3 separate regions of the Mus musculus genome follow, and all the other regions are linked to region 2. A link is a contact called in public HiChIP or PLAC-seq data. All regions are on one chromosome and are shown on one strand. The core of a region is the stretch at or near the end of the contact, and the rest is flanking DNA. Distances in the headings are between cores, read along the strand shown. Region 1 overlaps Pcyox1 (prenylcysteine oxidase 1). Region 2 holds the start of 1600020E01Rik (RIKEN cDNA 1600020E01 gene). Region 3 overlaps Anxa4 (annexin A4).

Region 1 (3,926 bases), core at 93-2,592, 140 kb after region 2:
ATTACCTCAATGGCATCGAGTTTGCGGCCAGCTGCATGGAAATGAGCGCCATTGCCGGCTACAACGCAGCTCTCCTCGCCTACCACCGCTGGAACGGCAATGAGGACATGATTGATCAGGACGACCTGTATGAAAGGCTTAAGACGGAGCTGTAACTGAGCACTGCCCCTCCCCCGAGCGTCCTGCTCTCGAAGGACCGAGTCAGCAGAGAGGAATTTGAACCTTTCCTGGTACTCCTCATGTGGGTCATGAGAAAACACAGCGTTCCTGTTCCTCGGAGAATGTGTTCTTCTGTCAGAATGTCATCACTCTGGATTTGGGGGCGGTACAGGAGGATTGAACCTGAGGCCCCGTGCATGCTGGGCAAGTGTTCCCCTCTTGAGCTGAGCTATATCCCTAGCCCTCCTTTGTGGTTTTTCTTTTGAGACTGGGTCTCACTAAGTTGTCCAGGTGGAATCCTCCTGCCTCAGTCTCCGGAGAGCCTGGGATTTGATTCCAGGCCCTCCACATGAGGCGTGGCTGGATAACTGGGGAAACATTGGATTTTCCCAGGCTTGTCTGGTTTTAAGAGTCACCTGGAACTTCATAAACATCTGGGTTAGGTCATTGGGCTGGTGTGGGCCTGGGTTTGTTTAGATTGTAATCTTTTCTTGTCTCTCTTTTCTTCTTTGGGGGATGTTACAACTAGGGTCTTAGTCTGCACCCCAGGCTGGAACTCATTATGCAGCCCAGGCTGGTCTTGAAATCACAGCAATCCTCCTGTCTCAGCCTCCTATGTGCTGGAATACAGATGTTTCCCAGTTCCTGGCAGTTTATACTCTTTTGATGAGAATGTTCTCAAAGCCTGAAGTCCTGACTTTAAGAATGTGACTTTTGATTGCTTCTGCCTCGGCTTTATCAGGGATAGATTCAGAGATAGAAGCAGAGATAGCCTGTGATTTGGAACCAAATATATAAACTATTAACTTGAGAAACTATTTAATATATAAACTATTAACTTGAGGAGGTCTGTTTTTCTATACTGTGGGGATTGAACCCAGGACCCCGAGTATCCCAGACAAATGCTCTACCACTGAGCTACATTGCCAGCCTCAAGAGCTTCAGGATCGACATCCAGAGAATGGAATTTCCTAGGTTGAAGATGGGGTCTTGGCTCTAAAGCTTTGTCAAGATCAAGTTCCTCGCATGCAGCCAAGGGTGAGCAGGTCCTGGGTGTCAGATAGAGAGCTTTGAGTGCCTTAAAAGTGCTAAGCAACACAAATCAAAACCACAGCAGACCGGTGCCAGAGGTGACTGGCTGCTCGATGGTTAATCAGCTGTGGTCTCCAAGGGAACGAACACTAGAGCAGAGGCGGCCTGAGTGAGCCCAGAGCAGTTGGCCTTAGAACCAGGTCTTCATGGCTGCGTGAGTTCAGAGGGACGCGTATCAGATGCTGGGCATGCGCAGTGAGGGGCCGTTGCTGAAATCTTAATACAGTGGCGCTCAGTTGTAGCTGCACATGGGAGTCAGATTTCTCTTACGTAGACAAGCTCAAGAAATCTGGTGTTTAGTCCACTGCTCATAGGTCTCCAGTGACTATCATAGCCACTAGTATTAAGAGGGAAAAAAAGTAATTTTGCCTGCTTTGGTGGTACTTGCCTGTCATCCATACCTTTGTGACAAAGCGAGAGGATCAAAAGTTCAGAGCCAGCCTGGGCTGTGGCAACACCCTATCTCAAGGAATAAAAATCAAAACTCTTCACCAGGTTATAGCGTTGCTTCAATAAAGCGGTCTTAAAAAGCCTGATTCTTAAAAATTATTTTTCCCTACTCTAGCTGTAGGAATTAATAATGTGTGGAGAAAGCAGCGGTGATATATTTGATATGGTGACAGAAATTAAATTCATAGTTTAATCAGAAGGTTGGCTTTTTTCTAATTCATTTAGAGACATTTGTATTTTTTTCTGCTGTGGTGTTAAGGAATGTGGTTTGTCAAAAACACAACACTCAGAAATATAGCACTCTCGTGGATTCGTACGGTGGATTTGTGCAGCGCGCCTCCTCAGAGCGGGAGTGTTTCATGACCCCTAGTGGGCACCCGGAACTGGGAAGCAGTGAGCCCCACATGTTCTATTTTCCACATGTACAATATACCTGTGGTAAAGTGTTAATTTATAAATTTGGCACAGTAAGAGATTAACAACAATAATTATAAAATAGAAGAATTGTAACAATTGGAAGTCAATTAAAACTTACAACTTCTGGTCTGTTTCTCTTCTTTTTCTTTTCTTTCTTTCTTTCTTCTTTTTTTTTTTTCTTTTTCATTTTGTAGACAGGGCCTCACTATGTAGCGTTGGCTGGCCTCAAGTCATACAGACAGCCTGCTTCTGCCTCCTGGGTCCTGGCATTAAAGGTGTGTGCCTTCACATCCACCAGCTCTTTCTGGTATTTTCCACTGAGTATTTTCAGACCAGCAAAAGCAGCAGCACCTAAGCGGGGGGGGGGCGCTGCAGATGCAGGGACATACAGGATAACTAAGTTTCTACCGTTTGTGGACTTGATTTGCAATGGGATATACTTAGGCTTGTAATTTAAAGTTTTGCTGGTGGGCCAGAGAGTTGTCTCAGTGGTTTAGAGCTACAGGCAAAGTACACATTTATGTCAATTTAAAAAATTAAGAAAAATCTTTAGCCAGATGTGGTGGCACATGCCTTTAATCCCAGGGCTTGGGAGACAGAGGCAGACAAATCTCCTGAGTTCAATATAGAGGCAGGTGGATCTTTGTGAGTGCAAGGCCAGCCTGGTCTACATAGTGAGTTCCATCCAGGACAGCCAGGGTAACACACTGAGTCCTTGTCTAAATTAATAATAGTAGGAGTAGCAATAAATAAATAAATAAATAAATACAGAGCAAAGTGTGAGCCCCTGTTTCAAAAAAAAAAAAAAAAAAAAAAAAGGATATAACCTACTGAGCATGCTCATAGTTCAACAAGGAAAGATGGTGAAGATTGACAACCTTCTCCCTTCCAATAAGCACAGCTTCTGTGTAAAGACTGGGCCAGAAAATTCCCAGGGAGGTCTCAATCCGGATTCTGGGTGGAAGATCACATCTGTTGGCTGGTGTCACGAGGAGCGTCTGCAGCTGGAAGGACAGCTATAGGAGGGGGTAGTGAGGGATCAGAGAGAGACTGATCCCCTTTGGGCTGTTACAGGACAGCTTCTTGCCCTTGCTCTCAGTTGTCCCCTCACCCCAAGCTTTACAGACGCTTGGCAATTGGAGCTGCCCCAAGCACCAAAGCAGGTGAGCTTGTGGCCTTGGGTCCAGCATGTTCACTCTGGACTCTTGACTTGTTTGCTCTGCCTGGAGCTACAGGGATAAGCCAAAGGTGTGGGAGTAAAGGTACTGACCATGGGCAGAGAAGAGTTAAACTTCTCAAGAGGAGGCAGAGAGAGATACAGAGGGGAAGTTCCCAAGTTAGCCCTCTGAAGGAAGGGGCGTTCTCTCAGGACAGTTTGATGGGCTTTGTCTTTTTAAAAAATGTTTATTATTTTATGTGTATATGTTTTTGTCTGCACCATGTGGGTGCCTGCTGCCTGCTCCCTACAGAGGTGGGGAAAGGGCATCAAATCACCCAGAACTAGAGTTACAGATGGTTGTGAGCCACCATCTGGGTGCTGGGAACCAAACCTGAATCCTCTGGAAGAGCAGCCAGTGCTTTTTGACATGGGGCCGTCTCTCCAGGTTCTCTTTCTTTTTGAGTTCTACGCCTTACGGTATTGTTGGGGCTCAGGAATCGCCAAACAAACCAAACACTGATCTCAGTTAAGCAAGAATAGTTTACTGAATGCACACCACAATACTGGCAAAACAGCACCGCTAAAAAGACTCGGGAGGCTAATTGCAGTGCTACTCTGCTCGCAGGGTAGACTTTTTATAGGAAAAAAC
Region 2 (3,716 bases), core at 1,108-3,607:
GGTCCAAAGTTCAAATCCCAGCAACCACCCGTAATGAGATCTGATGCCCTCTTCTGGTGCGTCTGAAGACAGCTACAGTGTACTTACATATAATAAATAAATAAATCTTAAAAAAAAAAAATCCAAAAAATAAAAAAGACAAAAATTTTAAAAATATATAAGAAAAAAGAAAAGTTTGACATGTGATCTAAATGTAATTTCAATCAAAAAGCTCTTCTCTCCGACACCCACACAGCCACAGCCACTCCAGTACATGTTTGTTGCGCTATCCACTACCTACATCGGAGTACAAGCTGAGCCTGGTCTATAGACTAAGTTCCAAGACAGCCCCAGGGCTGTTACACAGAGAAACTCTTTCTTGAAAAACAACAACAACAAAAAAACCCCCAAGTCTTCTTTTGCTTGCCATGTGTGGTGCTACACATCTTTATTCCCAGAACTTTGGAGAGGCAGAGACAGACAGATGAATCGCTCGGAGTTCAAAGCCAGCCTGGTCTGCAAAAGAAGTTCCAGGCTAGCCAGGGCTACATGGCGATACCCTGTCTTAAAACAAGACAACAAAAACCCAACCTAATTTTTAAATGTGAGCCTAATAAATAGCTATTTGCAGACTTCAGTACATGATTTTAGGAATTATGGGTAGAAATAGCTGACCTAATTGGGAGCTTGAGTCTATTCCTGAGAAGTACCCTCACCTTCTAGACCAGGTGAGTTTAATAAATTTAAACATACCTAACTATACACTCATTTCCATGAGTATTTAACAAATTTAAATGAAGGTTATAACCTCTCTGTAATTATAATTCCATACCACATGCATCTGTGCTGCTTTTACGAAAAAAGCTGATTTATGACCTACATTGAACTTAATTGAATACACTGAATAGTGAAGGCCGCATGGTTTGAGGAGTCACAAGTTATGATTTATCTAATATTCCTCCATGCTCTGTCAATATTTAAAGAGAAATAGATGATTGGAACCAGGTAAAGTAACTTATTTTATCTGCTTAAAGGACTGGGATGGAGAAACCAGAAATCCATCCACAAGCAACTGAGGAAAGCAAGTCTCTAGGGAACTGCTCGCTTGCTCCCTTGGAGCCAGGTGGAGGGAAATGGGCCTCAGATGAGGCCAGATGAACAGATACTGAACTTTTGGGCAAGCCTGAATCACATCCTCTTCCTGTCCTCATCCAGAGGCTTTGTAAAATAATATTTGAGCCTAAACAAATGTCACTAACACCAGGAATAAGTGAAGGCACGGAACATACAAACAGGTGCGGGGCGGGGGGGGGGGGGGGGGGGGGGGGGGTTCTGAGTGGCTCCTTTAGAAATGACAAGTTCACACAAGTCAGTTCTTTTCTTTCTCTTTTTTTTTTTGAAACAGGGTATCACTTTGTAGCCCCAGCTGGCCTCAAATTCTCAAAGATCTACCTGTTTCTGTTTCCCCAGTGATGGGATTAAAGGTGTTTCCTACCATGCCCTCAACATGCCAGTGGTGGCACATCCTGTCATTCCAGTGTTTGTGAAGTGAGACAGGAGGATCCAGAGCTCAGTGCCTCTGCACTGAAAAAAAAAAACCACACACACAAAACTGTGGCGTAGTGGTAGACAGCTTGGCTAAAAAGTTAGAGATCCTATGTCTGATAACCAGCTCAGCAAAATTAAATTCTAAAACTCTGATTCAAATAAAAAAATCTGCAAAAGGTGCTCACCAGTAGAGAAATCAGAAGATATAGGTTCCATCCTGTGTAACCTTGGGTCATTCACTTCATTCATCTCTCTGGGATTGTCTTGCTCTGTTGGGGAAAAGAAAGAGAAATAAATACCCACTTCATGGAATTTTCAATTAAAAAAAATATATATTGCATGGGATAAAATGTTTAGAATGGAATCTGCTGTGGCACACCCACACCCACAATCTGTTCCTCTTGACTGTAAAGGTGGAAAAGTGGACATAACTGTGAACTTTAGGATCACTGGACAGTTGAATAGTGAGACATTGCCATTCTATGGCTTATTAGGCATAACAATCTTAAATCAGTTACAGCACCACCTGTACAACATCTAGAAAAAAACTAGAAATTTTTTCTAGATGCTTGGGTACTTGGTTACATACTGTGCACACACGCGCGCACGCACACACACAGGCACACACCTGCCTGCCATTACTCAGTTTTTTAAAAATCCCGTGTCAGGCCTGCATTTTATTTATTCTCCTGCCCACCAAGGGAATTAACTTTCTTCCAAAAGCACCTCTTGCTGTTTCATCCTATGGGAAATTCTGAGACTGATGAAAGGCACATTCTAGAGCTTTCAGACCCGGCCCAATTTTTCGATGGCGACACGTGTCGCCATTTTGTTGGGAAACATGGCCGCCAGCCCTCCCCGCTCGGGGGTGGGGTGGCGGTGGGGTGAGGAACGCCACGCTGGTCCTTTCGGCCAAGTATTAAACAACACGTTCCTTCACACGACCTCCTCCAGGCTGACTATGGCGGCGGCACGAGGAGCCGGCAAAGAAAGCACAAGGCGCTCTCCAGCGTCTCGAGGGCCATTTCCCGGCGGGAGGCCTCGGTCAGGGCGACCTCCCAAGATGGCGGCGGCGCCCAGGCTTGGCCGCCTCCCGAAAGCGTGGTCCAGGCGGCGGGCGAGCCAGCGCGGACATGCGGGGGGCCATGCCGGCACGCCGTCAGTGCGCACCGCTCCTCTAAGGTCTCGGGAACTATCGTGGGACATAAAACACGAGGGCAGGAGGTAGCGCCTCCGAGGGCTTCCCTAACCGGAGCCGACCAAGTGCAAACAAAGCATTATGTAAGTGGACGCCATTCCAGCGGCCCCCGTTCCTAACGCCACTAGCCCGAGCGGCACTCGCCGGGGCGGGTGACTCTCGCTCGAGTCTCTCTGCGTCGCGGACGCAGCCGCCGGACGGAGGCCAAGGTGGGGGCTGGGACCAGGCGCCCGGACGCCGGGGACGAAGGGGCCCCACGTGCCCAGCAGAGCGCGTGCACAGCCGCCGGGCCGCGCCTCGCCTCGCCGCCCCTCCCCCCACGGAAGCCAACGCGGGCCGCTCGCGCCCCCCCTCGCTGCCGCGCATGCGCCCTGGTCCCCTCCCGCGCACGTTTTCGACCCGCGGCGGCCTAGCTCCCGCCTGCAGCGGCCTCCGCCGATGCCTGTATCGCTCCGCCATCGAATCCTTGGGCGGACCGGGAAACAATTATCTGTCCCCGGCACAAAACCAGTATATTTTCCCAGTCCCCTGCCGGAGCCGCTAGGGTTAACAAAACACGTGCTCCCTCTCAATCTCTGCCGGGTCCCCAGTTTTGCCCACGTTGTCCGTTTTCAACCCGACGGCGGTGCCACCGGGTTATTTTTCTCAAGGGTCGCGCGCGCTGGCGCAGTCTTGTGACCTAAAAAAGCCGGTCCTCTTTTTTTTCTCCTAGGGGTCCTGCGCGGAAAGCACTTCCGGGGTCAGAGGGTACGCGGGGTTGAAAGCGGGCTTCCCGCCCCGCCCAGACCGCCGAGGCTGCCGCCGGAGTCGCCACCGCCGCGCCCTCGCCCACCCGCCCGTCGACCGCTCCCGGTCCCGCTCGCCCCCGTCGCCGCCGCCGCCAGTCCTGCGACGCCGCCGCGGCCTCCCGCCCGCGCCCGCCCGCTCCTGCGGCCCCCCGCTCGCCTCGCGCCGGCAGTTCGGGCCTACTCCTCCCCTCCCCCGCCAGCCG
Region 3 (4,100 bases), core at 1,031-3,530, 250 kb before region 2:
CTGCTCTGTGCTCACTGTTTGCCTCAATCTGTGGAGGAAACCATGCTGCTTTTCTTGTGGCTGCCTCTACAGCCAGAAGGACAGGGCCACATCACATCCCTATCGTGCTCTGGGGCAGAAAGTTGCTCAGCAGGACAGCAGAAAGCCTACACACAGGCTGAAGCTCTTCCCTTCCCTCCTGCTGTGTGCCTGAGCCCAGGAGCAGAGATGGACTTCAGGTGTCTTTTCTCTGCTTCCTGACTTGTTGGTATTGACAGTGTGTCTCCCTGAGCCTGGACCTCACTGATTGGGCTAGGCTGACTGGTCAGTGAGCCCTAGGAATCCTCCTGCCTCCATCCCTGGAGAACTAGAGTTACAGACTCACTGCCATGACTTTTTCTCTTTTATTATTATTAAACACTGGCGCTTGAGGATCTGGTCTCAAATCTCCATGCTTGTACACCAAATACTTTGCCCACTGAGCCATCCCACCAGGCACCCTCTGTACTTTTTAAATGCTTTATTTATTTCTATTTTATGTGCAATGGTGTTCTGCCTGCAGGGATGTCTGTGTGATGGTGTCAGATCCTCTGAAACTGGAGTTATAGACAGTTGTGAGCTGTCATGTGGGTGCTGGGAATTGAACCCAGGTCCTTTGGAAGAGCAGTCAGTGCTTCTGACCACTGAGCCATCTCTCCAGACACCCTACTATACTTTTTTAAACTTTTGTTTGTTTGTTTGTTTGTTTGAGACAGGGCTTTTGTAGCCCAGGATGGCCTTATTATGTAGCTAAGGATAAACTTGAGTTTCTCATCCTCCTGCCTCTATCTCTGAAGAGCTGAAGTTAGAGGCTTGAGCCACCATGCACAGTTTTAAAAAACAACTTAAAACGTTGAATATAGGCCAGGCATTGGTGGCACAAGCCTTGTTGAGTCCCAGCTCTTGGGATTGTGAGGCAAGCAGATTTCTATATGTTTGAGGCCAGCCTGGTCTACAGAGTTTCAGCACAGCCAGGGCTACACACAAAAGAAACCCTTTCTCGAAAAACTAAACCAAGCCAAACCAAACAATGACAACAAACACCAACCCCCCTTGAAAAGAAAAAAAGATTGAATATGGATAAGTAGTGATTGCATGTATCTGGGATGCAAAGTGATACTGTACTTTAGGAATACATAGTGAGTAATTAAATCAAGTTACTTGGCATATCCACCACCCCAGCCTCTTCACTTTTCTTTATGGTGAGAATATTTAAGATTTACTCTCAGTGATTTTGAAGCAGGAGATGATTTTTGTCCCATTCACCGCACCATACGACGACTCCTCCCTTCACTGATGTGTTGGAGCCTTTTGGCCATCGACCTTCCTTCCCAGACTCCCAGCTCCAGAAACCACCACTGTCCTCCCTCAAACTCTCTACCCTTTTGCCTCCACTTCCTGGATGCTGGAAGACACCTGGTGCAAGCCCCCAGGCCCTGTGCTCTCCCTGAGTGATTACAGTCCACGTGCACTGCAGGTCTTCTCCATCTGGCTTTTCTCACTTAGCACAACGCTCCTTTCTCTGATTTGTTGTCAAAGGACCACATAGCCTTTAAAAGTCAAAAAGCAACCCAGATGTGGATTTCCCACTTTCTCTTTGTCCTCCACTTGCTGATGGTTAGGTTGATTGTATGGTTGGCTGCTGTTGAGTGGTGCTGCTATTGGGTTCTGTTCAGTTTTATTGTTTGGTGGGGGTGGTGTTAGGAGTGGCCCGAGCTTCACACAGGTGGGCAAGGGTTCTAAAGTCACACTCCTCCAGTCCTAGGCTTTTTAAGGATTTACTTATTTTTGTTTCACATTTAAGAGTATTTTGTCTGTCTGTATGTCTGTGTATTTACTAAGTGCATGTCTGGTGCCTTGGCAGACCAAAAAAGGGAGTCAGATCCTCTGGAAGGGGAGTCAAGGACAGTTGTGAACCACTATGTCAGTATTTGGAACTAAACCTAGGTCCTCTGCAAGATCAGCAAGTGCTCTTAATTACTGAACTCTCTTCTCTGTTCAGCTCCCTCCCCTGGTCCAGTTTTAACTTTAAAAATTGTTTGTTACATTTTGCCTGGATTTTTTTGTGGGGTGGGGGGTACGTGCCGCATTGTGTGTGAAGGTCACAGGACAAGCTTAGCACGTCGATTCTCTCTCTCCACCATGTGGATTCTAAGGCTTGAACTCAGGTCTCGGGGCTTGGCAGCAAGTGCCTTTACCAGCTTAGTGATCTCAGCTGCCCTAGTTTTAGCATTTTTGAGGAACCTCCTGGTCACTTCTCATGACTGATGAGCCAACATGACATCTGTACCCCGAGTGCATGGGGTTCCCCTTTCTCCACACCTCCTGCTCCCCACTCTCCCCACAAGAACTAGAGATTGGTACTGATGGGTTCAGCACGAGATCCGAATATGCCTAGCACAGTGTACCTACACCTTCCTAAAGGAAGACTGTGAAACTAAGGGACCCGCCACAGGTCTGTGAGGGCTTCCGATTCCAAAATCATCCCAGATTGATCAGGAAACATGATGTAACCCAAAGAAAGAGCCTCATTGTTGGCAGTCTCCCTTTAAGTGACTGTTACACTGAGAAGACAAAATTTTACCCATGATGCTGTGGGAAAGCCATGTGGGCTTTTGGATTTTGCTGAGTCAGTTTGCTTTGGAGTGGGTGTTCGTAAGTGGGAGGCATGGGCAATAGGTTCCCAGAAGCAATTGCTAGCCTAAGGCCATGTCTTTCATATCAGAAAATGCACAGATCATACATGATTAAGGATTTTTATAAAGGATTTTTTAAAGGACACATTTTTAAAAAAGATTTATTTTCTTATTTATTTATTATATAAGTACACTGTAGCTATCTTTAGACACACCAGAAGAGGGCATCAGATCTCATTACAAATGGTTGTGAACCACCATGTGGTTGCTGGGATTTGAATTCAGGACCTCTGAAAGAGCAGTCAGTGCTCTTAACCACTGAGCCATCTTTCCAGCCCTAAAGGACACATTTTAAGGAAATGGAAAGATAGCTTGGCTAGAACCCGAGTTTGGTCCTCTGAACCCAGACCGACCATCTGGACGTGGAGGTACATACTTAGAGGCAACATGAATGGTCTATTTGGCAAGCTCCAGGCCAGTGAGAGATGTGGTCTCAAAAGACAGGATGCTTAAGAAGGAATGACACCTAAAGTTGACCTTTTGACCTCCACACTCACATGTATGCACATACCTACATACATACATGCACCCAAAAGAGCATGTATGTGCACATGCACACATACACAAAAGCTGAGGTAAAATACACATAAATTGAATTAGTTACCGTGTCTAAGTATAGAGTCACATTATTTTTGCAGCCATCGCCAGCCAGCATTTATCCACAGAACTCAGTTTCATCCTGTAAGTCTGCATCAGGGAAGCTGTGAATAGATAGTCCGTGACAACAGACACATAGAGGGAAAGTCTATTGCGAGAGAATGACCCGCAGGTTTACCTTGGCCTGATAGCAGCCATCTTGCTTGCATCTAACCACCGTGATTGCCTCTGAGTAGCTCTGGTTGGTCTCTAACCTCTCCTTTCCACGTGGCTTCCTAGCTTACAACCAAACAAAAACCACTAAGGTGATGATGGATGGGGGCTTTACTACTACCAGACTCTGGTGCCGGGACTTCCTGTCTCTTTGATATTTGCTTGAGGTAAGATAGGTACGTTCTGGGTTGGGTGGAGTCACTTTTGTCCTAATGCCTGACAAAAGAGCCACCTGGCATTGCTGCTGGGTAAAAACCTCTTCTATCACTAAGTGCCCAGAAAGTTTCACTCTGAACAATCTTGGATCTGTTTCACTTGATCCCACTGTTGTGTACAGTCAGTTCTCACATATGGGGCCAGATTGTTCTAGAACAAATAGTAGTAAAGAGAATAGAGAGATGTTGTCAGGTTCACAATGTGTTTACCATTCTAAGAATTTGGGGTCATAGCTTGATTAGTCCTCATATTACTAATTCTTGGTATTGATTCTATGTAGCCCATGAGGAAACTGAAACATGAGAAACTACACCTTGGCCCATATATAGGAAGTATGTATATAAAGATTATAAGAACAAA

Evidence for each region. HiChIP or PLAC-seq counts read pairs in DNA pulled down with a chosen protein or histone mark.
Region 1: an H3K4me3 HiChIP or PLAC-seq map of embryonic stem cells shows a contact between it and region 2, with 15 read pairs. The contact joins the enhancer-like site here to the promoter of 1600020E01Rik in region 2. A contact is called at or near these places in 7 of 39 promoter capture datasets (the C10 cell line, the HPC-7 cell line, cranial neural crest and 4 more), 1 of 15 datasets of contacts at CTCF or cohesin (embryonic stem cells), 11 of 484 Hi-C or Micro-C datasets (B cells, CD4 T cells, the G1E-ER4 cell line and 4 more), 10 of 115 datasets of contacts at active chromatin or transcription factors (the HPC-7 cell line, the SCID.adh cell line, effector CD8 T cells and 5 more) and 4 of 9 other capture datasets (adipose tissue, embryonic stem cells, liver and 1 more).
Region 3: a contact with region 2 is called in an H3K4me3 HiChIP or PLAC-seq map of bone marrow-derived macrophages, with 2.0 times the contacts expected there. The contact joins the enhancer-like site here to the promoter of 1600020E01Rik in region 2. A contact is called at or near these places in 1 of 484 Hi-C or Micro-C datasets (nephron progenitors), 3 of 115 datasets of contacts at active chromatin or transcription factors (bone marrow-derived macrophages, embryonic stem cells and pancreatic cancer cells) and 2 of 9 other capture datasets (liver and pancreatic islet).

The regions. Positions count from the first base shown.
Region 1 is chr6:86,384,942-86,388,867 of GRCm38.p6, reverse strand. Pcyox1 (prenylcysteine oxidase 1) reads left to right here. Exons shown (of 6, transcript NM_025823.4): 6 at 1-2,862. The coding sequence ends at 155. Among named protein-coding and RNA genes, the nearest start is that of Gm52865, 4.3 kb to the right of the region's middle. Within about 2 kb of position 1,342, at least 20 of the 459 cell types and tissues checked have an H3K27ac peak or open chromatin away from gene starts, as enhancers often do. A contact at or near this core is called in liver, pancreatic islet and trophoblast stem cells, where this site is marked.
Region 2 is chr6:86,525,971-86,529,686 of GRCm38.p6, reverse strand. It overlaps 1600020E01Rik (RIKEN cDNA 1600020E01 gene), which reads right to left and starts at 2,357. Exons shown (of 5, transcript NR_037960.1): 1 at 2,254-2,357; 2 at 1,713-1,796. It overlaps Pcbp1 (poly(rC) binding protein 1), which reads left to right and starts at 3,498. Exons shown (of 1, transcript NM_011865.4): 1 at 3,498-3,716. Gm38676 (a long non-coding RNA gene) reads right to left here and starts at 923. Exons shown (of 2, transcript XR_869219.1): 1 at 281-923.
Region 3 is chr6:86,777,596-86,781,695 of GRCm38.p6, reverse strand. The region is part of intron 1 of Anxa4 (annexin A4); the gene reads left to right. Among named protein-coding and RNA genes, the nearest start is that of Anxa4, 14 kb to the left of the region's middle. Within about 2 kb of position 2,280, at least 34 of the 459 cell types and tissues checked have an H3K27ac peak or open chromatin away from gene starts, as enhancers often do. A contact at or near this core is called in bone marrow-derived macrophages, where this site is marked.